Linked DNA regions of Mus musculus: all the other regions are linked to region 4. A link is a contact called in public ChIA-PET, HiCAR-type, HiChIP or PLAC-seq and promoter capture Hi-C data. All regions are on one chromosome and are shown on one strand. Each heading gives the region's core, a stretch centred on a gene start, on an enhancer-like site or on the middle of the called end of the contact. The rest is flanking DNA. Distances are from core to core; before and after follow the strand shown. Region 1 holds the start of Zfyve19 (zinc finger, FYVE domain containing 19). Region 2 holds the start of Ino80 (INO80 complex subunit). Region 3 holds the start of Rmdn3 (regulator of microtubule dynamics 3). Region 4 holds the start of Ehd4 (EH-domain containing 4). Region 5 holds the start of Vps18 (VPS18 CORVET/HOPS core subunit). Region 6 holds the start of Lcmt2 (leucine carboxyl methyltransferase 2). Region 7 holds the start of AV039307 (expressed sequence AV039307).

What was found. Promoter capture Hi-C pulls out the DNA fragments that hold promoters and counts their contacts. ChIA-PET counts read pairs in DNA pulled down with a chosen protein or histone mark. HiCAR-type assays count read pairs that join an accessible place to other places. HiChIP or PLAC-seq counts read pairs in DNA pulled down with a chosen protein or histone mark.
Region 1: a contact with region 4 is called in a promoter capture Hi-C map of erythroid cells, with 2.7 times the contacts expected there. The contact joins the promoter of Zfyve19 here to the promoter of Ehd4 in region 4. A contact is called at or near these places in 2 of 39 promoter capture datasets (erythroid cells and liver).
Region 2: a contact with region 4 is called in an RNA polymerase II ChIA-PET map of memory CD8 T cells, with 5 read pairs. The contact joins the promoter of Ino80 here to the promoter of Ehd4 in region 4. A contact is called at or near these places in 2 of 115 datasets of contacts at active chromatin or transcription factors (double positive thymocytes and memory CD8 T cells).
Region 3: a FOXA1 HiChIP or PLAC-seq map of pancreatic cancer cells shows a contact between it and region 4. The contact joins the promoter of Rmdn3 here to the promoter of Ehd4 in region 4. A contact is called at or near these places in 1 of 39 promoter capture datasets (cranial neural crest), 1 of 484 Hi-C or Micro-C datasets (B cells) and 1 of 115 datasets of contacts at active chromatin or transcription factors (pancreatic cancer cells).
Region 5: a FOXA1 HiChIP or PLAC-seq map of pancreatic cancer cells shows a contact between it and region 4. The contact joins the promoter of Vps18 here to the promoter of Ehd4 in region 4. A contact is called at or near these places in 2 of 39 promoter capture datasets (liver and pre-B cells), 1 of 484 Hi-C or Micro-C datasets (pro-B cells) and 2 of 115 datasets of contacts at active chromatin or transcription factors (embryonic stem cells and pancreatic cancer cells).
Region 6: a contact with region 4 is called in a HiCAR-type map of astrocytes, with 3 times the contacts expected there. The contact joins the promoter of Lcmt2 here to the promoter of Ehd4 in region 4. A contact is called at or near these places in 1 of 39 promoter capture datasets (liver), 1 of 484 Hi-C or Micro-C datasets (CD4 T cells) and 3 of 115 datasets of contacts at active chromatin or transcription factors (astrocytes, bone marrow-derived macrophages and embryonic stem cells).
Region 7: a contact with region 4 is called in a promoter capture Hi-C map of pre-B cells, with 3 times the contacts expected there. The contact joins the promoter of AV039307 here to the promoter of Ehd4 in region 4. A contact is called at or near these places in 1 of 39 promoter capture datasets (pre-B cells) and 1 of 115 datasets of contacts at active chromatin or transcription factors (bone marrow-derived macrophages).

The regions. Positions count from the first base shown.
Region 1 is chr2:119,206,527-119,210,011 of GRCm38.p6, reverse strand. It overlaps Zfyve19 (zinc finger, FYVE domain containing 19), which reads right to left and starts at 1,292. Exons shown (of 11, transcript NM_028054.3): 1 at 829-1,292. The coding sequence starts at 882. It overlaps Dnajc17 (DnaJ heat shock protein family (Hsp40) member C17), which reads left to right and starts at 1,217. Exons shown (of 11, transcript NM_139139.2): 1 at 1,217-1,324. The coding sequence starts at 1,247.
Region 2 is chr2:119,475,876-119,479,544 of GRCm38.p6, reverse strand. Ino80 (INO80 complex subunit) reads left to right here and starts at 1,858. Exons shown (of 36, transcript NM_026574.4): 1 at 1,858-2,166.
Region 3 is chr2:119,155,658-119,159,422 of GRCm38.p6, reverse strand. Rmdn3 (regulator of microtubule dynamics 3) reads left to right here and starts at 2,389. Exons shown (of 13, transcript NM_001033136.3): 1 at 2,389-2,516; 2 at 2,872-3,065. The coding sequence starts at 2,879.
Region 4 is chr2:120,153,200-120,157,144 of GRCm38.p6, reverse strand. It overlaps Ehd4 (EH-domain containing 4), which reads left to right and starts at 2,570. Exons shown (of 6, transcript NM_133838.4): 1 at 2,570-2,905. The coding sequence starts at 2,670.
Region 5 is chr2:119,286,852-119,290,816 of GRCm38.p6, reverse strand. Vps18 (VPS18 CORVET/HOPS core subunit) reads right to left here and starts at 2,075. Exons shown (of 5, transcript NM_172269.3): 1 at 1,687-2,075; 2 at 523-664. The coding sequence starts at 1,777.
Region 6 is chr2:121,139,326-121,143,126 of GRCm38.p6, reverse strand. Lcmt2 (leucine carboxyl methyltransferase 2) reads left to right here and starts at 2,429. Exons shown (of 1, transcript NM_177846.3): 1 at 2,429-3,801. The coding sequence starts at 2,527. Adal (adenosine deaminase-like) reads right to left here and starts at 1,034. Exons shown (of 10, transcript NM_029475.2): 1 at 824-1,034; 2 at 473-603. The coding sequence starts at 883.
Region 7 is chr2:120,848,476-120,852,089 of GRCm38.p6, reverse strand. AV039307 (expressed sequence AV039307) reads right to left here and starts at 1,434. Exons shown (of 4, transcript NR_038350.1): 1 at 1,325-1,434. Ttbk2 (tau tubulin kinase 2) reads left to right here and starts at 1,672. Exons shown (of 16, transcript NM_001024856.2): 1 at 1,672-2,034.

The sequences.
Region 1 (3,485 bases), core at 43-2,542, 950 kb after region 4:
ACCATCATCACTTACATACGTCATCATATTTGATCCTGATGCCCACCAGTATTATCTCTATTTTAACAGGGGCCAGTGAAATTACATGACCGTTCAATTAGATCATTCTTTGAATAAGACAGGGCAGCTGAAATTTGAACTCTGACACCAAAATTGATATGTAAGTGCTCCAATCCTATACACCATGAATTCGTCCCATTTACTTCCCTTGCAGCTCACAAGGGGAATGTGGTTGAGAAGAAGGCTTTTTCATTGTGCCCTGGGGAGAAAAGGGCAAGCTGTGGACGGGGCAGGTTTCAGAACAGAGAGCAACCGGCATGCATGGGATGACTTTAAAGACAGAGATGGAGAGAAGGGGAGTGGATAGAATGTAGGTGGAGATTTAAAAAAAAAGTGTAGCTTTTGGAAACTTTACAATTTCTAGGGTCTTTTCAGCTACAGCACCTCACCGAAGCTACTTTACATTTTCTTAATTTACATTATTTCTTTGTGAGTGTATGCGTGCAGACATATGCATATCATGGCATGTGTGTGGAGATCAGAGAATAACTTTCAGGAGTTCTCTCCTTCCACCATGTGGGTCCTGGGGTTCGAACTAAGGTCATCGGGATTTGCAGGAAGTGCTTTTACCTCACTGAACCTCATCAGACCATCATCTTAACCCGGAAACGGGTGGGCATCCGACCCACTTTACAGAGAGGTTAACCGGGTTACTTCATCAAAACCACACAACTGAAAAGAAGCCGTCAAACGGTCTTTAGCCTGCAACTCCCTTCCCTTCGCCCCGCGTCCTCCCTTGGCCCTTCGGCTTTCTGGGAGTACACTCGCCTCCTTCTTGAAGAGGGTGAACTTGACAGCACAGCCGTAGCACCTGCTCTCCATAGCAGTTCTCGGCGCTGCAGAATTGGTAGGTTAGCCTCTCACCAGCGCAGGGTAGGCCTCTCAGACCCTCAGGTTGTGCAGCCCAGTCCCACACGCCCATCGGCGCTGTCCAGGGGCGGCCCAGCGCGGAGAATTCTGACTTTGCACTCACCAAGGCGGGGCGGCAGCGGAGTGGGGCATGCTGGGAGTCGTAGTTCATTCTCCGCAGCGCGCTCCTCCACAGCCAGTCAGACGAGAATCGGAAGGCATCATCCCAGGAGGCTTAGCGCGCTTTTGGGCCGGCTCGGAGCGAGTAAGCCCCGCGCCCACGCACACGCTCAGACTCCTGGGAGTTGTAGTATCAATTCAAGTTTGGACTAGAACCATGGCGGTGACCAAAGAGCTCTTACAAATGGATCTGTACGCGCTGCTCGGCATTGAGGAGAAGGCGGCAGACAAAGAGGTGAGAACTTGATAGGCAAAGCAGTTCTTCGGTCCTCGCGTCAGGGCGCGCGCCTGGCTCCGGCTTTCTATGCTCCGCCCTATCCTGGACCCGGAGCGAGGGACGGCCAATGACTAAAAAGGGGGCCTCCGGGCACTTCCTGAAAGGCTTGAGGACTGGGTTAGGGAGGGAGGCATTGAGAACTCTGAACTGTGTGACCGTGCTGTCCCTTCTGCCACACTGTTTGGAGGCCGGTTGAACCTGAGAGCCCAGGCCTGCTTTTTTGCGCCTGCGCAGCATCAGTTTGTACGCTGAACGTTTTACCTGTCTGTCTGGAGGTGTTTGGTTTTAGTCTGTTTTAACTTCAGGGGGATCCTAGGAAGAAAAGTCTCTAGGCTCTAACTCCTCCCCTCAGCCCCTCTTCTTTTTCTGGATTTGACGTTGAGGCCTAGAACCTAGAGGCCTCAGTTTTCTTTTCCTCTTTTTAAGTATCAGATGTTCCAATGTTGTCAGTGCGTGCTGCTTAGCGGGTTAAACAAGAGGATCAGAAGGTTAAAGCAGGTGGTGTGGGGGTCCACTTATCTCAAGTGCTGTACTTAAGGTTTCTGTTATTTACTCTTAGATTGTGGTGGCAATAGTGACAGTACACGCAGGGGAGTTCATTGGATAAAAAGTAATGCCCACCGGGCTGGGCATAGTGATCCAAGCCTGTAATGCACTTGGGCGCTGGAGGGAGGAGAATCAGGAATTTAAGGTCAACTTCAGTTTCTTGTGGAGTTTAAGGTCAGCTGTCTTAACGTGTTTAAGGTGGGGGGGGGGAAGAGATCCTTTTTATTTATTTATTTTTTCGAGACAGGGTTTCTCTGTATAGCCCTGGCAGTCCTGGAACTCACTTTATAGACCAGGCTGGCCTCGAACTCAGAAATCCGCCTGCCTCTGCCTCCCCAGTACTGGGATTAAAGGCATGCACCACCACCGCCCAGCAAGAGATCTTATCAATGCTCTTATACTTCTGGACTGCTTGTCCAATGCTTGAGTGTCAGAAAGAGTGCTCTGGGGCAGAAAATCAGGGTGATTGGATTCTTCAGTAAAGTTGTGGTCATCCTGCTCAGAAAGCTTCCTGAAGATTTGGCTGAAGTCAAAAATGGATGTAGAAATAAATACTCGTAAAGCACAGGCTTTCTCTTTGCAGCCCTGGCTGTCCTGGAACTCACTCTGTAGACCAGGCTGACCTGGAACTCAGAAATCCACCTGCCTCTGCCTCCCAAGTGCTGGGATTAAAGGTGTGCGCCACCAATGCCCGGCTCTCTCTCTCGCTCTCTCTCTCTCTCTCTCTCTCTCTCTCTCTCTCTCTCTCTCTCTCTCTCTCTCTCTCTCTCTCTCTCTCTCGAAGAAAAGTTGATGTAGCCCTGGCTGTCTTGGAACTTTCTATGTAGATCAGGCTAGTTTTTCCGAACTCACAGCGATAAATCTGCCTCCCAAATGTTAGGATGCCCCGTGCCCTGCTTTTGGGATCCAGGCTTTTTACCTGAATGCTTAGGATCCAAATTCAAATCCTCTGCTTACAGAACAGGCACATTACAGACTGGGCCAGCTCTCCAACCCCAAATCATAATCCTCACCACCACCACCTGCTGCTTCTTCCTCCTTCTCCTCCTCTTCTTCCTCCACCACCTCCTCCTCTTTCTATTATTGTGTGTGTGTGTGTCTCAGACAAAAAAACAGCACAGAGACCCTACTTAAAAAATATAAACGGGGTTGGGGATTTAGTTCAGTGGTAGAGCGCTTGCCTAGCAAGCCCAAGGCCCTGGGTTCGGTCCTCAGCTCCGGGAAAAAAAAAAAAATATATATATATATATATATATAAACAACGAGGGGGATGGGGTGGTTGGAGAGATGTCTTTGCAGTTAAAAAGGCTCACAATACTTAGCATACTCTTCCAGAGGATATGAGTTTGGGGCATCTGTAGTCAATAGCCTCTGCAGACATCTGCACTCATGTGCATACATACTCCCACATACACTTAGACATATATTTTATTTTATTTTATTTTATTTTTTTTTTTTTAAGATTTATTTATTGATTATATGTAAGTACACTGTAGCTGTCTTCAGACACTCCAGAAGAGGGAGTCAGATCTCATTACGGATGGTTGTGAGCCACCATGTGGTTGCTGGGATT
Region 2 (3,669 bases), core at 609-3,108, 680 kb after region 4:
GGGCTAGTACTGTTACAATGAAACTGATCAGAAGTGGAACAGAGAGAACACATCCATGTAATTCCATTTTGGTTTTTTCCTTCGTGGGTACTGGTGGCACCTTGCCCAACTGGGCAGCTGATATGTGGGGGAGCGTATCCGGACAATTTTTCCGAATTGTCCTCCCTGAAGCCAAGCTCGTGGTGAGGGAACCATTTTTGAGCATTTGCGATTCCTTCCAATTTTGAAGTAGGGCAACATCAGGCTTTATGCCTCTCGAAACAGGATCTCTGCATCAGTACTGAGCAGGCTATTTTGGCAAAATAACACAAGGCTTTCTGGAGTTCTTCTTTCCACTTGTCTTCTCTCTTTAAAAAAAGATGGGCTTCTTTCTACTTGCTTTGATTCTTGCAGAATTATTTTTGTAATTTAAAAAGATCGCCTGTGTGTATATATATCACACGCACACGCCACAGCATGTATGTGGTGGTCTGAGGACAGTAAGCAGGAGTCAGCTCTCTACTTGTACCATGTGGGTTCTGGTCTGGTTATCAGAATTGGTGACAAGTGACTGTGTCTGCTGAGCTGTCTAGCCAGACCCTCTTATAAAGTGTTACTGTTAAACTTTGTGAACATTTAAGGTCTTGTTTACGGACACTTTTTCTCCTGAACTTAAAGCATATCGAGGCCAAGAAACATTAAAAAAAAAAAAAAAAAAAAAAAAAGAGCCGGGCGTGGCAGCGCACGCCTTTAGTCCCAGCAAGCGGATTTCTGAGTTCGAGGCCAGCCTGGTCTACAAAGTGCGGTTCCAGGACAGCCAGGGCTACACAGAAAAACCCTGTCTCGAAAAACAAACAAACAAAAAAAAACAAGACATTTTTTAAATAATCATTTTCTAGACTTTAATTTTAAGCAGTTCAGTTCCAAAGGATGCAACTTGGACCCAACTGGAGTTGCACAAGGCACAGTACAGGCAAAACAGATAATATTAAACAAGCGATTCTTGCAGAAAACGAAAGGGTGAAGTCCAACAATTCTATATACGTCTTGGAAACGAGTGGATTAAGTGCAGAAGACTGCATGATGGCGCACACTGTAACCTCAGTCCTCGGGAGGCTGAGGCAGGAGACATCCCCCGAGCTTGACGCTAGCTAGCCTGGGCTATTAACCAAACCCAGACAAAATAACCATGAAACAACCGCCCCGCCCCGCCCCGCCCGCCCCAGCTCTGCGGTTGCTCGAGTGTGGGCAGGGCGACTCACCCCACTGGGGAAATGGAAAGTGCATGGAAGGTGAAAGCGCCTTCGTGCCAACGGTCTCGGGCCGAAGGGGGACAGTGTCGTCAGGAAGACGACCAGGAGACGTCTCCAAGTTGGCTCTTACAAGGATCCATCCCCGCCCGAGCTGGCCTCGGGGTAGGCCAGCACTACCTGGAGAAAACTTCCAGCGACAACGCCAAGCAGTCCCTCCCACCTGCAGGACCAAAATGAGTCCCTGGTTTTTGGGCGGTTTCCATTGACGTTACTTCCGGAAAAGTAACCTTTCTGTGGCAGTTGCAGGGCCGCTGAGCTCTCGCGACATCTCCTCCCGCGAGATCTGCTTGCTCACTCTAGCGATGACATCCTCCTCCTCCTCCCCGTCGCCTTTCGGCAATCTTCGCCAGTCCCAGCCCCGACCAATCTGCACTCAGATAGTATAGATGAGGGTCTCCCCCAGAACCCCGGTCCGCGCGGGGCGTCGGGCGGCGGCAGCGGGGTACAAGCTGCACGAGGCCGCCCGTAGCGGCACGGTCGGCGGACACGGGCTAGCGACTAGCAGTGGGCGTGGGCGGGGCAGGGCTAAGCCGGCCGAGTACCTGCTCGATTGTTCTGGCCTGGCTATGGCGCCTCTCCTCCCCCCCGCCATGGCTCCCCGTGTCCCTGCTCCGCTCCTCTCAGTGAGTGAAAGTGGCCGCCGCCGCCGCCGGCCCAGCGCCCGCAGCCGCCTCAGCGCCGCCGCCATCTTGGGGTCCCAGGAGCCGCCGAGGGAGCGAGCTAGGAGCGTTCCCGTCCAACGCAGTCACCGTCCCTCGGCCTCCGAGAGCGAAGCGCGGCTCCACAGTCGGCGGGGCGACCCCCCCCTCCGGACCCCGCCCGCCCCCCGCCCCCCCTCCGCCGCCGCCGCGGCGGCGGGGCCCCTCGGCCCGAGGTGAGGTTGAGAAGACGTGGGCGGGTGGACGGAGGGGGTGTCGTGTAGGCCCCTGTGCGCCCCTCTCTGCGGGCGACGACTGGGCCGCTTCTTAAAGGGGCCGTCGCCCCCGGCCCTGGGGTTTGTTGGGGTTAGAGAGGATGGGTGTGGACACTCCCCATAGGGTTGGGACCTCAGAGACCTGGGCCTCGGCTCTCCTGTCGTGTATCTCTGGCTCTCCGGGGTTATGGGTGACCTCGGCCACCCGAGGAAGCCCGTGGAGCACCCACACGTGGGGAGTGTTAGGCCAGGTGCACGTGGGACCCGGTGGGGCGGTGTCGCTCTAACACGTGTGTGGGTTTGGGAGTGGGGAGGGGCAGGGCGGAGGCTTGTCGGGCTGGACCAGGAACCGGACGAGGGTTCTACCTGTCAATTCAAACGAATGAGATCTATGGACTGGATAGAGTATCAGTTTAATGGGGAGCGAGCCACGGTTACGGGCGAATGATGCAAGTTGCTAGTTGGTGTTAGACGGGGACAGGCTAACACGTGCACAGACTTAGAAATGTGTCTGTGACAGCACTTCTGGGTTTTCGAGGCGTTTGCAGTGCGTCTCAGCAAGTGTCATCTTACTTTGACAATTCCTTCTTGAGCTTGCTGATGAAAAGTACTACTTCCGTAATCACGGAGGATGGAAGCCCCCTACAGTTTAGAAGTTGGATATTGCCGAAGAAGGCGTTTAACTATTTTAGTTCAGAACCAACTGTGCTCAGGACTCTTTGATTTACATTCTTGTACTTCTTAGGACTCGGGAAGGAATTTGGAGGTTGAACTCCTTAAAACATCGCTGATGATCAGCTTAGTTTTCCCAGTTAGTGATCCATGATTTACATCCCTAATTTTCACTGTGGGTTATTGATGCTTCCTTTCTTCCGGTCGTGTCTTTTTTTTTTTTTTTTTTTTTCTTTTTCCTGTTTGTTTTTTGTTTTTGGCCTGGATGGCCGGGAACTTGATATCCTCCTGCCTTAGCGTCCATGGTGCTAAGATTATAACTGCACTTCCATCTCTGGCTTTTTTTTTTTTCCCCCGAAGGAGTAACATCTTTATCAGATATGATTGCAGCTCAAGTGAATCAGGCACAGTTCAGAAAATTTCAGTATTTGCAGACTGTACACCTATCACCACCATTTAACATTGACTTTAAAAGAAGGTCTAGAAGTTTCTTAAACGTCACTTTTTCCTCTTCCCACAACATTTGGTAACAATCTATTTTCTGTCTTAGATTTTTTTTTTTAAATGAGACAGGGTCTCATAATGTAGGTCTGGATGTCCTGCAATTGACTATGTGGAGTGGGTTGCCCTGCAGCTTACAGAGATCAGTCTGCCTAAGCTTCCTGAGTGCTGGGGTTAAAGGTGTGCAACCCTGCCCAGCAGATGTGCTATGCTTGACATTTCTGACTTACCTAAAGGCATGCTCAAATATGTACCCACATTTTACCAGCTGCTTTCATGTAACATGTTTGA
Region 3 (3,765 bases), core at 1,140-3,639, 1.0 Mb after region 4:
ACCACTGCCCAGCAAAACCTATTATTTTCTATGCTAACTAAAATATTAGTTCTTAGTTTGTGTGTCTGAAACCTGTGAGTATGGAGGTCAGAGGAGAACCCTAGTGTTTTGCCCTTGCCTTCTATCTTGTTCAAGGCTGGGTCTCTGTTGATGCCCTGGAGAGTTTCCTGTGTCCACATCCCTTCTGCTGGTGGGAGAGCTGGGATCACAGACAATGCTACCATGTCCAGCTTTTACATGGGTCCTGTATCTAACATACATCGTCATGCTTTGTATAGCAAGCACTTTACCCACTTTGCCATATCTACTGTTCATGCAGCCACACTGTGATTGCAGGGGTGGGGGGAAGCTGGGGAGCAGGGGCTGAGAAAGGGTCTCTCTTTGTAGCCCCGGATGTCCTGAAACTCACTCTATAAATCAGGATGGCCTCAAACTTAGAAATCCTCCTGCCTCTGCTTCCCAAGTGTTGAAATTAAAGGCAGGCACCACTACCGCTTGGCTACAAAATGTTTTTGTTTTTTTGTTTTTGTTTTTTCGAGACAGGGTTTCTCTGTATAGCTTTGGCTGTCCTGGAACTCACTCTGTAGACCAGGCTGGCCTCGAACTCAGAAATCCACCTGTCTCTGCCTTCTAAGTGCTGGGATTAAAGACATGTGCCACTACTACCAGCCTGGCTCCAAAATGTTTAATAACAGTTTAATAACATTTAATAATTTAATAAATGTTATTTATTTATTTATTTATTTATTTATCGAGACAGGGTTTCTCTGTATAGCCCTGGCTGTCCTGGAATTCCCTCTGTAGACCAGGCTGGCCTTGAACTCAGAAATCTGCCTGCCTCTGCCTCCCAAATGCTGGGATTAAACAAATGTTTAATAACATTTAATAATAAATGTTTAAGACAGCGGCAGGTGGATTGCTGTGAGTTCAAGACCCTCCTGGTCTACAAAGAGAGTTCTAGGGGCTGGCAAGATGGCTCAGTGGTTAAGAGCGTCACCTGCTCTTCCGAAGGTCCCAAGTTCAAATCCCAGCAACCACATGGTGGCTCACAACCATCCATAATGAAATCTGATGCCCTCTTCTGGAGTAGCTGAGGACAGCTACAGTGTACTTACATATAATAAATAAATAAATCTTAGAGAGAGAGAGAGAGAGAGAGAGAGAGAGAGAGAGAGAGAGAGAGTTAGTTCTAAAGCAGCCAGCACCATACAGAAAAACCCCATCTCAACAAACAAACCAACCAACCCAAAACAAAAACTCAAACCAAGAAACAAAAAAGACAGTGGAGGGCTGGAGAGATGGCTCAGTGGTTAAGAGCACTGACTGCTTTTCCAGATGTCCTGAGTTCAATACCCAGCAACCACATGGTGGCTCACCACAACCATCTGTGATGGATTTTGATCCCCTCTTCTGGTGCTGTCTGAAGACATCTAGAGTGTACTCATATACATAAAATAAATAAATAAATCTTTGAAAAAAAAAGAGACAGTGGGATTATCTAAGTCCTCTAAAACCTGTGTCTATCTTAAAATGGTGAGATACTTTATATTATATTCATTTATATATGAATACATTTGGAGGCAGACAAATCTGTAGTCTTGAATTTGGAAGGCCAAAGCAGAAGGCCAGAGACGCCAAAGCTTGGCTTTATGACAAAGACCATATCCCAGCTTTTGGCAGAGTTGGGGTTCAGAAGGCTCACAAGATCGAGGTCTCTCTGTGCTACAGAGCGAATTCAAAGCTAACTTCAGCAACTTGAGGTCTGGTCTCAAAATTTAAAAGTCCCCCCTCCTCAAAATAAAAAAAAAAAAGTTTGATGATGTGGTTCAGTGGCACAGCACTTGCCAGTCTGGGCTATATAGTGATCCCCTGACTTAATAAAGCAGCAACATACAAAGCAAAGATAGCAGAAATGGTATGTATCAGACCCAGTTTCTCTGTGGAGCCCTGGCTGTCCTGAAGCTTGCTCTGTAGACTATACAGTCCTGATTAGATTCGAACTCGCAATGATCCTCCTGGTCCAGGGGCCCTGGCTTGAAGAGGATTTTTGAAAACTTGTAGGAGTCCCAGCGATGTAGGGACATCTTATCGATAACCAACAACTTACTCCAATTTCATCTAGCAGTGGCGCTGTTGTTTGGGGTTTGACTGGAAAAATCGGTAAACGACTCAGCTGAAAATAAAGCCAGTGTTAAGAAGAGGTGGGGGTGGTGGCATCTTCCAGGTATAAGCAGCGTGAGATTTGCGGAGCACATTCTGGCCGTAGCACCGGGTAAAGTCCACCCAGAGGCTCGGACACTAGACAGCCCAACCCACCTTCGCGGCCCCGGTAACCGCACAGCGTCCATTCGCCGATGTAGCCCCGCCCACAGAACCCGGGTGGGAGGCAGAGCCTCGTGCGTCATCTCCACGCGCGTCTCACCGTGCGCGGAGCAGGTGGCGCGGATTAAGGACGTCAAAATCATTGACAGAGTGAAAGCGCGGTGCCTGCTGCTGCCATGGTGGCTGGTGGCTGGGTAAGGGTCTGAGTTGGTCTCCTGCGGGCCCAGCGTGGCTTCGGGGGGCGCCGGAAGGCCGAGAGTGTGCAGCCGGCTGCGAGGTTGTCACGTACAGGGTGTTGGGAGGCCAGGGGCGCGGAAGCCGGACTGCACTGGGCAGGGGCGCGTTGGACCGGCGCTGCTGCCTCTTGGCAGGGCGTCCGTCTGCGCCGGGGGCTGCGGCACCCGCGGGCTGGACCTGGGTGAGCCGGGGGCTGCGGCACCGTCCGGCCGGACCTGGGTGAGGCCGTGGCTAACGGGTTCTGCCTCGGGGGTGGAGGGCCGGCCTCATGACTCTCTCTCGGTTCGCTCCTGTTTCTTACGCGGGCTGCAGGTACACTATGTCTAGACTGGGGGCCCTGGGCGGCTCCCGCGCCGGGTTGGGACTGTTACTTGGTACTGCCGCCGGCCTTGGATTCCTGTGCGTCCTTTACAGCCAGCGATGGAAACGGACCCAGCGCCATGGCCGGAGTCACAGTCTGCCCAACTCCCTGGACTATGCGCAGGCTTCAGAGCGTGGACGCCAGGGTAAGAGCACAGGTCATAACTTACTGATGGCACTGGGGCTCGGGCTGTCTTTCGCAGAGCAGGATGGCGGGGCAGTGGAAAGGCTGAGTTTCACAGTTTTAGGAAAAACTCACCAAAAAGGAAAGCTGTGCCCTTTCCTCCGATTCCAGGAAAGCTTGGTGCAGGACTGTAGCTTTCACTTTTAGTTCTGGTCGCGCCCATGAATGTGTACGGAGGGCATTTGAGAAGTGCTGGGTGAGGGGTGTGTTTGACAGAGGAAGAGTCTGAAAGAAGGAAAAAGAAATAATCTCATTGGAATTAAAAGTTCTGGTGGCGTGAATATATGTATCCAGATATGAAGTCGTGTTTGGAGAGTAATCCAAGTTTGAAAAATCCCTTTTATGAAGAAAGATTCATAGGGATTGTGTAACTTTCTCGAGGTTGTTACAGAGTAAGAGGTAAAGCTGGACCCAGTCGTCTGGTCCAGTGGACTTTCCACAGCACAGGCTGAGAGCACATTCATGCAACTCAAGCCAAATGGTTGAAAGCCAGCAGTGACAGATGAAATGGATTTCGTTTTGTAAAAAGTCTTCAGGTTAAGTCATTTAAGCAGAGCAGCTGGGGCTTTGAATCGCTCCCCTTATTTGGGTGACAGAGGCTCGTGTAGCCCCCCTCGTTCCGTGCTGATTGGAAATGTTTTCTGTGACCACTGCACTCATAT
Region 4 (3,945 bases), core at 1,321-3,820:
GTGTTTTTTGTTGTCGGTAGTGCAGATAGAACCCACTGCTTCATGCATGTGACGTTTCTAACATTCTAAACTGATTCTATAAAAGATTTGCTTAGCCAGTCTCAGCGGCATATGCCTGTAATCCCAGCACTTGGGAGATGGAGGCAGAATGCAGAGGCGTTCAGGGTCATTTGCAGGTGTCTAGTGAGTTTGAGGCCAGCTTGGTTGTATAAGACTCTGCTCCAAAATGAAAAACAAACACATTTTGAATTATCCACTAAATTATCTATTGTGTTAAAAATCAGTTGACTATGTATGTGTAGGCCTCTTTTCGGACTCTGTTCCATCGATATATTCGTTCATCACAGGTAATGATGATGTGTTCTGAGAAATGCATTGTTAGGCATTGTGTAAACACCATGGAGTGTACTCATACAAACTAAAACATGTCATAAGTCAAGATAAACTTACAAAAACTTGTTGCCTGTGGCTGAAATATCATTAGTTTATGTTCATTAGATAATTTTTGCATTAATACCACCGGGTCTTGATTTTCAAAGCTTTATTAGTCTTGAAATTAGGTAATATAAGAATTCCATTTTTGTTATATTTTACATTGTTGTATTTATTCTGGGAACTTCACATCCATCATGTGAAATTGAGAATCATTTTGTTAAGTCTGACTAAAACAAAAACCTGCTGAGGATTGCATTAAACGAATTGGGGAAAATTTTGTATCTTAATGTTGAGTCTTCTGGTCCACGAACAGGGTAGGTATGGGCAGTATGTTCAGGTCTCCATTTCTCTTAGAAATATATTTTGATTCTCAGCATATAGATCTGGTACATTTTATTTAGATTTAGCACTAAACATCTCTTTGTTTGGGTGCTATTCCAAGGCATGCAGATTTTCTACTTGAATGTCCAATTGTTGTTTCTAGCATGTAGATATATCTGGTTCTTGTAGCTAGAAACTTCACTAATAAGTTCACCTCCTAGAGACAGCAGCTTTTGGTCTGGATATACATAGTTTAGTGATTCTCCTACTAAAGGCCATCTTGGTTGTTTCCAAGTTTTAGTGACGAACAAAGCTGTCATAAACACCCTTGATGCCCTGCAGTGGCGGTGCATGCCTTTAATCCCAGCACTTGGGAGGCAGAGGCAGAGAGGCAGAGGCAGAGAGGCAGAGAGGCAGAGAGGCAGAGAGGCAGAGAGGCAGAGAAGCAGAGAGGCAGAGAGAGAGAGAGACAGAGAGAGAGGGGCAGAGAGAGAGGGGCAGAGAGAGAGAGAGAGGGGCAGAGAGAGAGGCAGAGAGAGAGAGGCAGAGAGAGAGAGAGGCAGAGAGAGACAGAGAGGCAGAGAGAGAGAGAGAGGCAGAGAGAGAGAGGCAGAGAGAGACAGAGAGGCAGAGAGAGACAGAGAGGCAGAGAAAGACAGAGAGGCAGAGAGAGACAGAGAGGCAGAGAGGCAGAGAGGCAGAGAGGCAGAGGCAGAGGCACAGGCACAGGCAGGCCGATTTCTGAGTTCGAGGCCAGCCTGGTCTACAGATGAGTTCCAGGACAGCCATGGCTACACAGAGAAACCCTGTCTTGAAAAATCAAAATAAAAGTAAAATAAAATAAAATAAAATAAAAATAAACAAATAAATAAAAAACCCAAACCAAACCAAACCCCACCACCACCACCACCAACAACAAAACCACCCTTGCTGCACTGGCAACACCTGAACGATCTTTAAAATGCAATTTTACAACTACTTGCTGAATCAGCTCTGCATTTCCACCAAGTTCAAGAAGTCATTCCCACACAATCTTTCTCCAAACTTTATGCAGACAAGAATCATCTGCAGGCATTTGTTGAGCTGCATCTCTCAACATTTTATTTGGTGGGTCTGTATCAAGAACTAGAGACCTGCATTTTAACAAGCCTCTTGGGTTATTCCTATGCAGCTGGCCTCATTGGCCACACTGAAAATGCGCTAACACTATTTCTCGCTTAGGATACACAGGTGATGGTCAATTATTTCTACTAGTGTCTAGCAGAAAGAGGCCTTTAATTGATCCAGAGTTGAATGGAGGCAGAAGTGTCTGCGCAAATAGATTGAAGTCCATTTTCTCTCCAATTTTTGCCAATTATATCGGTGAGCCTGAGTATCTTCGACAGTAGTAAACAGGGCAATAACCTGCCCCAGGAAAAGGAACTTGTCTGTCAACTTTCTGAGTTTTCTGTCCCCAGTATCCACGTCCGGAGACTTGGGATGAGTCGAGTTCCAGGAGGACAGCCTCCGGTGGTTCATTCTTGCCAGCTCAGACTTGCCCGGAAGCCAACGCCACCTGGCCAGAAGGATGTACCCGGGTAGACGCGCCTGTGTCACCCCGCCTGGACTACACCCTCTCCGGGATCAGCCCTCTAGACCGATGCCGTCATCAATAATTCAAGGATCGCCTTTCCATTGGCTAGAGCTTCCACCCAGTCGCTGGCAAACGCCCAATGAGGAAGGACCTGAGATCGCTGCTGAATAATGAGCGCGCGCCCGTGACGCAGCGGCTGATGATTGGTCGTTGCGGCAGGGGGCGGACCCAGGAGCGGGCGGCGGCGAGAGCTACTGTCGGGCACAGAGAGCGAGCGACGCGGGTTCTGGGGTTCTTACTGAAGTGCGGCGGCGGCGGCGGCAAGTTGTGGGGCGGCAGCATGTTCAGCTGGATGGGGCGGCAGGCTGGCGGGCGCGAGCGCTCGGGCGGCATGGACGCGGTGCAGACGGTGACGGGCGGCCTGCGCTCTCTGTACCAGCGCAAGGTGCTGCCGCTGGAGGAGGCGTACCGCTTCCACGAGTTTCACTCGCCAGCGCTGGAGGACGCCGACTTCGAAAACAAGCCCATGATCCTGCTGGTGGGCCAGTACAGCACGGGCAAGACCACGTTCATCAGGTAATTTGCCTCGTCGGCTCGCTACCCCTCCGCTAGCGCACGGCCTGCCCTCAGGTTACACTCCGAGCTTGGTGGCCCGTCGCCTTCCCGGGTCCCGTTTCCCAAGGCTCCCTCCCCTGAGACCGGCCCCCAGCGCGCTGCGAGCCCCTTCCTTGCTGTTGCCAAGGCCTTCCTTGAGCCTGTCACCCTGGCCTGGGAGTGCAGGAAAGGGAGAGAAGGCAAGGCTCATCATTAGTGCAACCTAGTGCTGAAAGTGATAATGAAGGAATGCGGCTCCTAGGTGGAGAGGTAACCTTCCAGCACAGTGAGAATGAATGAACGAACGAACGAATGAATGAATGAGTGAATGCCACAGTAGGAGTATTGCCATGCCCTAGGTGCCACGTTCCGCCACAGCGGCGGGGCTGCTATCATCCAGCTTTATGGTCTATAGGAAGTTAGCCTACAGTGTAGCTGCCTCACCAGCCTGTGGACTGAAGGGGAGTGTCAGGTTACTGTTTGCTAGTTTCCATTTCTTCACCCTTGACAAACTGAAAATATTTGTCACGGTCACTCTGTCTCCGGAAGCAATAACCGGCTTGCCCTGCAGTTCCAACCACACAGCTTCCTCTAGAGTGACTCGATGAGAAATAATTTACAATGAAACGGACTGCTTTTTAAATGAGGCGTCTATTTCCCTATCTTTGGGAAGAATCGACGTTCAAATCCTTATCAGACGAAGCAAAGTGACTGAACATTTAAGATCTGGATCCTGAGTTTTGGAATTAGAACACTCATCATCATTTGATGTTCAACAGGTGTTCAGAAAACTGCATCTGTCTTGGGGACATGCCATTTCTTTTAGGTATGACCTCCTTTTTTTCCCCTCCTGTGACCTAAAGAGTTCCAAAAAAATAGAAAAGTTGTCACTACAAGAAATATGTTAAATCCAGGCCTGTAGATACACTGTGAATGAACTCAACAAAGGCAATACACTGTAGTTTGAAATGTGAACGAAGAGAGGGGGAAAATAATGTTGAAATTATTTCATGTAATGCTTT
Region 5 (3,965 bases), core at 826-3,325, 870 kb after region 4:
AGCGTGCTCTGCAAGAACTCTCCCAACAGAACTCCAGCCTCACTTATCTACAGCATTTCATTTGCAGTGCCGGGAATCAAACCCAAGGCCTCAGGAATGCCAGGTACTCTATCACTGGGCCACAATCCCAACACCCGTTGTTCTAATAACTATTCGTGCTGGGATTCATCCTTGTGGGACAGAGGTCTAACTGTCTTATTCCAGATGGCTTATCCCAAATGATAAACAACGCTGTCAACACTTTTGGCAAATAGCGGACATACTTCAGGATTCCAGACTGTCCCAATGATCTGTGTGGCTAACTCTGGGAGGCTGAGAGCACCTTTCCCCCTGTTGAAAGACCAGAATGATTAGCTGACTCGTTCAACAGCATGGGTGGAATCTGAACATAGTTCTCTCTGATCTTCAGCCACCACACTGGTTCTCTTTGGGAAGGAATAGTGCATCTCCTGAAAAGCTATTGTGTCATTTGCTAAGTATGGAAAAAGACCCTAGTCAGCTAAAAGTCTCCAAAGATACTACCGGAGCAGTGTATCCTTGCCCAGGCTCATGCAGAGCTGATTGCAGGAGACCACGAGGCTAGTGATCCGCTCCGAGGGGGTGAAGTCAACCCGCTGCTTGGTGAAGATGGGCACCTCCTTCTCCAGGTGGGCACTTACATACCCTATAGGTGGGGAAGACAAGAGAAAAAGGCGTCCAGAGGGGGGTGAGGCACCCAGAAACCCAGAGAAACCCCAGTGTTAGCTGATACTTCTGCTTCCCAAGTATATTCCTACCCACAGGGTCTTGGTTCATAAAGAGTTCAACATGAAATAGTTTTCTGGTTGTCTTTATTGGAAGGGTCCTGGGCTCTTCCCACACTTGTGACAGTAGTAAGGGATTGGTTCTCTGTGCCTGAGATGAGGTTGTATCATGATATGCACGTTCCCAGTGGTAACGGGGGTGGGGGGAGACAGTACAGGGAGGATGGTTTTGGCATTCTCCCTTATGGTCTTTGGCCAAGAGAAACTAAAGTCCCTTCCTTGCTGTCCACACAGTATGGTTCAGTGAGTCTCCATTGTATGTAGAGAGTTCTGGGAACCCAGTCCTATCAGTCCAGTTCATAGGCTACAGTTGCTTTCTCGATAGTCCGCTGCAATATCATCATAGTGTGGGTAACCCTGCGCTGCTCTCCTACACTCTAAACTGCAGCCAGCTTTACCCCGGGACAATCATCTCCATTGTTCCTGTTCAGTAACAAAATTCCCTTTTGGATCGACCCTCCTTCACTTATAACATTCACGTTCCACCAAGTTCAGTGCTCATTCTGCCTCCTCTGCTACCTCAAGATGAAGTCTGGTGGGAACGAACACATACACAGACTCCAAAAGCTTTAAAAAAAATCCATAGAACAAGACACAGAAGCCTGGAACCTATATTCAGTTCTCCCAACTGCAGCCTATAGACAAAAGTAACAAGTACTTCCTTATCTGAGCCCAAGTTCCCTCTTTTGAAGGACCTTTGAGTTAAGGCCTAGATCACGAGGCTGTTCCTGTGGCTCTTTCAAACTTCGACCAATGACAAGCTGGGCAAGACAAGAAAGGCCTGGGGCTTAGATCCTAAACACACGCTGCAAGCTCTAGAGCTTCTCTCCCCCGTAAATGCTACCATAACAGAAAGGGGCAGAGGCGGCCTCTTCTAACTTACCAGAATGGGGGATGCCCACGCTAGGGCAACCAGTCTGCAAGACGGCCGAGCGGGACAATGAGTCCTCGTACTCATCCAGGATGGACGCCATGGCAATCAAGTTCTGGATCTCTGATCTGGGGGCTGGGGGTCACAACTGGGACCCCGGTCGTCCTGGATTTGCAAGTTGTGCTTCCCCAGCGTCTGACAGATCCTGAGAACCTTTTAAAAATTCTGGGGCCCTTTTCGCTTTCTCTGTGAAGGACGAGACGATCGAGGAGCCCCAACTAGTCCATGGCGCAGCTTTGCACCCCAGCTCCAGTCCCAAGAGATTATAGGCTCCCCTTAGCAGATCCCAGGTAATCACAACCTCGCCCAGGCAGCTCAGCTGACTCCCGCCCCCGTGACGCGTGCTTATGACGTGCTTCCGGGTTTTTCAGCCGCGAGTGTTAACTGGAGTCCTGGGCACCTGAGCCTCCACAAGGAGGCGTTGTCGGAGACTCGGCGCGGCGGGGGAGGAGCGCTTGCGGGCCACCCTGCTGCTGCAGTTCCTCATGTTGGCGCTAGGAGGCAGCCCGGGATTTCCCAGCGGCGTCCAGTAACAGGCTTGCGCGGATCCTAGGCTTCCGCAGCTCAGACTTCACTCCCTCAGACTGTCACTGAAAGGCCGGCGGTGCTCCTCCATCTGTCACACTACCTCCTGTTCCTCAATCGAATTGCTGCCTCAGTCCACCTTCACAGGCACAGGCAGAACAGTCTGAGTGTCCCTTCTTTCACCCCAGGGCCCCCTAGCTTCCAGAGGAAGTAGCTGAATGGGTCACAAGTGTGGCTCAGTGGTGCATAAGCACCTTGCCCAGCGGGTATAAGACCTGGATTTTTTTTTTTTTTCCTTACACCGCAAAAAGAAAACCATACAAAATTTAATCTCCAGCAGTGGGAAGGCTGAGGCAGGAGGATTACTAAGGACTGGGCTACAGACCCCCAGAAAACAAAACAGAAAGAAATTGACAACGCAATGGCCAGGTTAAGTAAGCTGCCTCATAGTAGCTCCTTAGTGTAGGGGGAGAGGCAAGGGTCACCGGGAAAACTGAAGCAGGCTACTTCCAGGCACTCTATACGTTGAGTGATGTTGACTGTCCTTGTCTAGCATGTGGGAAGCCTTAGGATCAAGCCCTAGTATCAGAAAAAGAAAAGGGGGTTATATATAGTCTTCAGGAAAGTCACGAGCGAAACCCTATAAGCCGTGTAATGGGGTGGAGAGGAAGCGGGGCTGGCCTTGGGCAGACTGTGGAAGCTATCGTGTGATCCACTGGAGGCTATAACTGGGGATAAGATCTGATGTTGGTACTGGGAAGCAGGTGTTTGAAAAGGACATGAGACCTGAGGCAGAAGACAGGCCTTATGTATCCATCCGGGAGAGAGAGAGCTGGGAAGTGGGAGACCATCTCAGAGGAAGGCACCAGAGACCTAGTGACAGGTTAGGTATGGCAGGCAGATGAAGGAGAGTGTGGGGACAGCTGGAGACCTGGCTGGTGGGAACAGAGGAGGAGCCAAATGAGAGGGGGTGGAGGTCACATGACTGAGCTCAGGGCACTGCTAGGGAACTTACTGGGGAACCCCAGCTTTACCTGTAACCTGCTCCAGGGCAGTCACCAATAACTAACTAGTGAATGTTTATTAGACATTTGCATAAACGAACTCTCTCATGGCTCAGTTTCTACATTTATAAAATGAGAAAAAAAAAATCTCTTAACGGTGTGCGGACAGTCGGATGTTATACAAATCACTGAGTGGTGAGTTTGTGTTTAAATATTACTAGTATTTAATAGCGGATTGTTGACTAAATTAAGATCCAGACCCGAAGAATCAAACCCAGCGCCTCACAGATACTGTGTGAGTGCTACATCGTGGGCTCCATCCTCAGCCTTGGATTTGCTGTTGAATTGAAAAGGTTTAGATTTTAATGAAATTGGAGACTATGGATCTAGCTTACTTGGCAGACAAGAGGGTTTGTTTAGTTTCATAGGATGAGGCCCTCAGCACAGCACAGAACTAGGTATGGTGACTATGGTCCCAGCAGTCAGGAAGTGGGAATAGGAGGGTTAGAATCTCAAGGTCAAAATTATAAAAGAAGCCGGGCAGTGGTGGGGCACGCCTTTAATCCCAGCACTCAGGAGGCAGAGGCAGGTGGATTTCTGAGTTCGAGGCCAGCCTGGTCTACAGAGTCAGTTCCAGGACAGCCAGGGCTACACAGAGAAACCCTGTCTCGGAAAAAAAAAAAAACAATAAATAAATATAGA
Region 6 (3,801 bases), core at 1,180-3,679, 990 kb before region 4:
CTTAACACACTTCCCTCATCAAAACCTGTTACTCAAGAAAAACCCTCAGAATGGAATTAATTAGTAAATTTGAGGTTAATAGTAAGTATATATTTAAATTTACAAAGAACTATAGGATACACCTTTTTTCAAAATTACATTGATCTAGAAAGACAATTTAATAGCTAAAATAAGATATTACTTATTTATATTGAAAAGTATGAAACAGCCATTCCTATTCTTTAATCCTGCCAGGACTAGCAAATAGAGAAAAATCAATCTGTCTTTATTTTCAAATCTAAGGAACAACTCAATATGACAAACAATATAAATCATTAAACATACTGTCAGTCTGACAGTTGGAAAAGCACTGTGAGTTAGGTTATATATTTTATGCCAGATGTCTACCCTATCTAAGTATTAAAATCTGATTCTTATATATTATAATCCCAAAATACAGCCACAAAAAATTCCCACAACCTCCCAAACTCACTCTTGTAAAGTCCTTTTCTTCCCCTTGTCAATCATGGTCATGTGACCATGAACGTTAAGATGTGGCTTCTTGGCTATCAGTTTCTTCATGGTACTGGAACTAATGGAGCCATTCAAGTGGGCATGGAGCTCCTAACACAAGAGGACAATCAGTTCACAAGAGTCCACGAGATCCAGAGCCCCATACATCAGGCCCTGGTGGCCTGGTTCCTAGTTGTAGTTTATACTAGGCCAGCTACTTGGTTCAGCTATACCCACTCTACAATTTCTACCCATAAGCTTTACTTCTCTTTTGTGGAAAACAATACAAAAGCCATTATACAGTAACAAGAACTCTGTAGTTAATTCTTACCACTTTTGGTAATTGCAGATAAAAGTCTGTCTTCCCAGGCCACTGCTGTCCGGCCTCCATCACTTCAGTAGAAGGAAAAGTTTCTCTTTGCTCTTATTCTCGGCTTGGACGATAAACTTATCAAAGTGGGAATCTCTGAGGTGCTGGACTTCCTTCAGATTGCCATTTTAAACAAGACTTGCACTATGTGTGGCTCTGGGATCACTTTCACCTACAATAACAAATGTAACTATTTTCAGATCTAACATGCAAACAGAAACACAGTCACTGCTGATATCTTCTTTTTACACCTCCCAAGCCCCCTCAACCCCCTGCTCCCACTAACTTAAGTTAAGCAAAGCTAACTTAGGTGTGTCTGCAATGGGGAAATGACTAGTAAAAAAAAAAAAGAACAAGAAAAAAAAAAACACCCGAAAACTAAAAATCCAGCGTTCGTCTGTCCCTTTAACTCTGGGCTCCTTTAATCTACTGCGTAGGTCAGGTTAGCTTACACATGTAGCACGAATTTGCTTTTACAAGAAAACATGTTATTTCATATTTACGTCGCACAAACACTTTCCTTAAATGGGTTGGGTCTGTCAGGCGAAAATCCTGTCTCTGGATGGAGGGTAGTATTTGCTGCCTCCTGTCTCTGATCCTTCTGGTCGACTAGATGCCTTTATTAACATATCTTGCACGCACTGAATCATTCTGCCACACAATCTGCTCTTCTAAGACCACTAACGAGTTCCTAACCCTAAAACATTTTCCAATAACCAAATCTTCATAGAAAATTTTTCTTGATCCAGTTGGACTCCAGAACTCATACTCTCAGCCGTTACATACTACTGCTCTGAGTTAACCATTCTTCAAGTCTTTCTATTTCCTTTCCTAATCCAAGCAGACACTAAATTAGTAAATGATGAAGTTTCTACGCATCTCTGGGAGTGCTTTCTTACTGGTATCTCCTAAGCATCAAATGTAGAAACTTTAAAAGTCCAACCTGGGTTGCTTCCTTTAAACAACAACGCCACAGGGAATAATCACATCTCTTCTATAGCGATTTTCAGCAGACATACTCAATACCACATACGAATCACAGAATCTTGGAAGTGGAGGGGAGTGTCATTTTTACATGCTGAATACTTACTCACTGTAGACCTAGCACAGAATTTAGACTACATGAGAATAAACAGCACGTACAGGGGCAGTGGGTTAATAATAATCAGTAATTATCCGTAAAGGTCTCTTTCTTCACTTTCCATATGGCCTAATTTAAGATCTAAATGAGTTCTCCCTCGCAACGAGAACACTCAATAAAGGAGCAACTGTTACTTTTGTGCAAGGACCAATCTACTCTGGATTGCTTAAGATCCGAGGTGCTGGTCCTCTTTTGCCGGACCAAACCGGTATCAGGTCGTCAGCCTCCGATTCACCTAAAAATGTTCTCAAATAAGAGGATCTACACAAGTTTTTTTTTTCCCTGCAGAAAATGCCTGTACAAAGAGGTAACTTGAGCTCTCCAAGCGCTAGCTGTTACCGAAGCAGCTGGCGTGTTCCCAGGAAAACGTAATTTGGAAAGGGGGGGTGGGGGGGGGGAAGGTCAAAAAACCTCTCGCGGGTTTTGGCAGAGAGCGGTCTTCTCGGAAGTGACGCACCCAGAAGCGGATGAGCGGGAGCTCGGTAAGTGTTCTGTGTGCAGTATTGCTGAGCACCTTCTCGTCATGGGCCCGCGAGGCCGCCAGCGCCGGGCGGGAACGGTCCAGAGCACCAACGACAGCAGCTCCCTCAGCAAACGATCGCTTGCCGCACACGGATACGTGCGCGACCCCTTTGCGGCGCTGCTGGTCCCGGGACCCGTGCGGCGCACGCCGCTTATCCACCGCGGCTATTACGTGCGCGCGCGCGCCGTGCGTCACTGCGTGCGCGCCTTCCTCGAACTCACTAGCGCGCTCCCGTCCCGGACCAGAGCCCAGATCCTGTCCTTGGGCTCAGGCTCCGACTCGCTTTATTTTCGTCTGAAAGCGGCGGGCCTCCTGGCCCGAGCTGCCGTCTGGGAGGTGGACTTCCCGGACGTGTCTCGGCTCAAGGCGGAGAGGATCGAGGAGACCCCGGAGCTGCGTGCGCAGACCGGTCCTTTCAAGATCGGGGACTCGGCGTCATCTCTGTGCTTCGAGAGCGCGGACTACCGCATCCTGGGCGCGGACCTGCGGGAGCTCCAGCGATTAGGAGAGGCCCTGGATGGCGCCGGCCTGGACGCCACCTCTCCCACGCTGCTCCTGGCCGAGGCGGTGCTGACCTACTTGGAGCCCTCCAGTGCCACAGCCCTCATTGCCTGGGCCGCCCAGCGTTTCCCCGACGCCCTTTTCGTGATCTATGAGCAGATGCAGCCGGGGGATGCCTTTGGGCAGATCATGCTGCAGCACTTTCAGCGGTTGCATTCACCCTTGCATGGCCTGGAGCTGTTTCCCGTCGTGAAGGCCCAGCGCCAGCGCTTCCTTCAAGCTGGCTGGACTGCCTGCAGCGCCCTGGACCTGAACGAGTTCTATCGCCGCCTTCTCTCGGCAGAAGAGCGCCAGCGGGTTGAGACGCTTGAACCCTTTGATGAATATGAGGAGTGGCATCTGAAGTGTTCACATTATTTCATCCTGGCAGCATCTAGGGGAGACATTCTGTCAGAAACTCCAGTGTTTGAGCCCTCAGAGGCTTCTTTTCAGATAGATCCTGCCTCGCCTTCAGGGTTTCTTTCTGCCAGAGTAGTCACTAGTGACCACCAGCACTCAAGCCTGAAGCGATATGGCCACGCCTCTGCCCTCTTGAGCCCTGGCGTTATTTTCAGTGCAGGAGGCTTTGGAGAACAAGAGGGACGACACTGCCGAGTGAGCAGGTTTCACGTGCTCTCCAGATCCTGTGACTCGGAATGGGAAGGCTGCCAAATAAGTACCTTGGGGACTGAAGGCCAGTGGGATGGACGCCTTTATCACACCATGACAAGGCTT
Region 7 (3,614 bases), core at 185-2,684, 700 kb before region 4:
CCAGCTGGAAGCTGTAATTGCAGCATGCCCAAGACTGAGGCAGGAAGATCAAAAAACTGAGGCTATTCAGGGCTTCATGGGGGCTACAGCCTATCTTTAAAAGAAAACAATGAAGATTCCACAATGAAACCCATTTGTATCTTAACCTAATTTTTAAATTCTACCTGTTTTTGTAGCACATGTCTGTATTGAATAATGGGGGAAAAAAGCATTTTCCAACTTTCATCAATAGAAACAAAACAATCTGGCAACGCCTTCATGTTTGAATAGAACAAGATGACCTCACCATCAGTTGTCTTTTGTTTTGGTTTCTGTCCAAGAGTCTGCACATGACAGGCAGTAAGGATGTCTCCTGCTTGTAAAGGAATATAAAGAGGATGGTAGTTCCTTAACAGTAAGAACACTTTTGTCACCTAAGAAAATATTTGAAAGTAAAAGTGAACCTTTGAGCCGGGTGTGGTGGCGCACGCCTTTAATCCCAGCACTCGGGAAGCAGAGGCAGGCAGATTTCTGAGTTCGAGGCCAGCCTGGTCTACAGAGTGAGTTCCAGGACAGCCAGGGATATACAGAGAAACCTTGTCTCGAAAAACAAAAACAAAAACAAAAACAAAAACAAAAAGTGAACCTTTACAATTCATACCATTGCATCCTCTCTGTTCCTGGCAAACTCGTGGCAGTCATTGCAATTGTTAAGGAAAAAAGAACGTTGGGCATACAATATGGAATAGGTCCGCAGTTTGGTTTTGACATCAGTTTTGTGATCTTGGTAAAGTTTATTCTTAATTTTTAATGTCTATATAATGGATAGTAAAGAAAGAAGAGGGACTTACTCTTAGGTTTTGTTTTGTTTTTTTTCACCAAAGAGCTTGGCACATTCAACATGAAATACGTCTCCCATACAGCCTCGGTGTCCCACCCTTCATAGTTAGTCTTTGTGTGTCTTGAGCCACTCCTGCAAACTCCAAGCTTAGAGTCCCAGACTGGTCCACATGAAAGTTGTTCATTGTCTTTATCAAAAAGCCAATGAAATCTTTTTTCGTGGGTTGTGAATGGGCACTCCCTCGCCAGGCTGACATCTTTGTAACTCCTTTCTTTTCTCCCAATACCTTCGGGTTTCCCGGCCCTAGTTAGCAGCTTAGGTTAGGGGACAGCGCCCATTTCCCAGATCCTGGCAGCTCTAGGTCTGAGCAGGCGAGTAGACCTTAAGCAATGACCCGGCCTCACGATTCTCGACGCGACCGCCTCAGTGACAAAGCATTACCAATTTTCTTCCAAAGGGCCCAACTCTGTGGCCATAAGCACGCTGAGCTAGGAGAACACCTACTGAAGTCGGCTCTCAGAAGCACTGCGCCTTACATCTCTCCTCAGGACAGGCCGGCCGTTGCAGCGGAGGCTGGAACTACGAGTCCCAGAATTCCCAAGCACACGCGCACTGTCATTGTGATGCTCCTTTCCCGGTAACTCGCCCTCTCAGGCAAACCTGAAGATAGCGGCAATTCTCCGGTGGGGGGCGGAGACACTCTCGGCCCAATTCTCCGCCCCCTTCCTGATAGGCAATGGGACTAGCCAACCGACGCCACAGGCTGGGAACGTGCTCTCCAATCAGCACCCGCGGCGGAGAGGTGGGCGGTGCGCGCTGGCAGGGCGGGTGGGCTAGGCTGTGCGGCTTGCGGGGGGGAGAGTAACGTCGGGCCGGGTCAGCGGGCGCTGCAGTAGTCGCCGCAGCGGCGATGGGAGCGGTAGGGACGAGGAGGCGGCGGCGGCAGGAGGAGGAGGAGGAGCAGGGGCTGGCACGAGAGCAGCGGCCCGGGACAATCCGCAGCAATACCCGCAGCCGCTGCCGCCGCCTTTAGACGCGGACGGCATCCGAAGGGACCGCCGGCCGTCTAAGCCGCGCTCCGGTCCCGCCGCAGTGGGCGGCGGGGGATGGGCAGGCGGTGGCGGGCCCGCCTGCTGAGCGGTGACTCCTGCCGGTGCGGACCCTGAGCTAGACCCTCGTCCTCCGTCAGAGATCCTGCGTCCGCCGCGGCCCAGGTAGGACACACCCCCGAGCCCCAGGGCGTCTCCAAGAAGCTTCCCTGCGCCCGCCTCATCCCTCGTTCAGCTCAACCGAGGCGTGGAGGGGAGACTGCCCGAGACCCCTGGGTTTCTTATGCCCACGCCCTGAGGCGACGCCAGACCCAAATTGATCCTCATCCCACAGATCTTTCTGGTTCTGCCCCATTTCCCCGGAGGCTTTGGGTGCCTTCCCTGAACTTGGAGGTTCATGAAGCTGCTTCGTCTGTTTCTGTGGGTGACCCATATATCACTTGTACTCATGACTCTTCTGGCTACCAGGACCGAGCAGAGAGGAGTCTTTTGAAATTATGAGCGTTTCATTCTATCTTGCTTTTCCCACTGTAATGGAAGAGTGACGGGACTACCGAATCTCATTTGTGTGGTAACAAGGAAGGCCGGGACTTTGTAGTATTGAAGTAATGACCAGAGGGATTTGCTTTGACAAAGATGATGCTGTTGATACGCGGGGATGCCAAAAGAGGGACAAAAGAGCCTACATATACGCACTGTCGAGTCAGAGAAGTAAATAATCATGGGGATGCTAGGATACCTGATCCTTAAATGAAGTTCATTTTGTTTCAGTTGTGGCGCTGCCTTAGAGGTAAAAATGACATTGAGTTGTACTTTGCTTTGGATTAAAGTTGATAGGCTTCTCTCCCCTAGCTTTGGAAGCTGTCCTTTAACATTTAAAGAAGACAATTCTATTTTAACCTGTATATGATGGGAAGATGTTATTTAGTAGAATTGAATGTGTGTGAGAGAGTGTATTGTGAATGGACTCAAACTCTCAAATACAAGGAGGATTCAGGCTGTGTTTTGTTTCAGTGTTTGGTTTTGAGCCATTAATAGTTGCAGTGACATTAAACATGGACTTGCCAGGATAGACTGCAAAGATGTATCTGTTTTCTTTCAGCAAAGTGGACTAGAATAACATTCATTTAAGGAGTAAAAAAAATGAGGATTTTTTAAAAAGTATTGAGTGGGTTGAATACTTTTTACTTTTTATGTTGCGATTTTAAAGAAGCTGCAATGGTGACAGATATAACAGTATGCCATCTTGGAGAATCTATCCTGATGAGGATTATGATCTATTAAAAATTAAAGCATAATGAAAGAACTCTTTAACGCAGAAGCTTATATTTCCTGTATGATGAATTTTTATAGACACCAGAAAGGATGTTTGAAGCATGACTACAAAGGAAGGTTTCTCTAATAGTTTAACTTTATAATGGAGTGTTAGAAACTGATTTTCCTCTTTCAGTTTTGGACACATAAGAGACATTAAGGCTCATACATAACTTCATTTTATTTATAATTTCAAACTGAAACAATTTAATTATGAATAGAAAGCTGACTTAGAGATTGTATCTTGTTCATCATCTTGTATATGGTTCATGTATCATTGAATTCCATGTTGTATATGACTTCAGGTTCTCTTGTTAGGTACTGTTTTTTTTTTTTAATACCCCAGGAAAGCTGAGCAATTATGTAGGACTTCATATATCCTTAAATGTCATGTAAGAAATGAAGTTTGTATAATTTAAAAAATTCTAGGG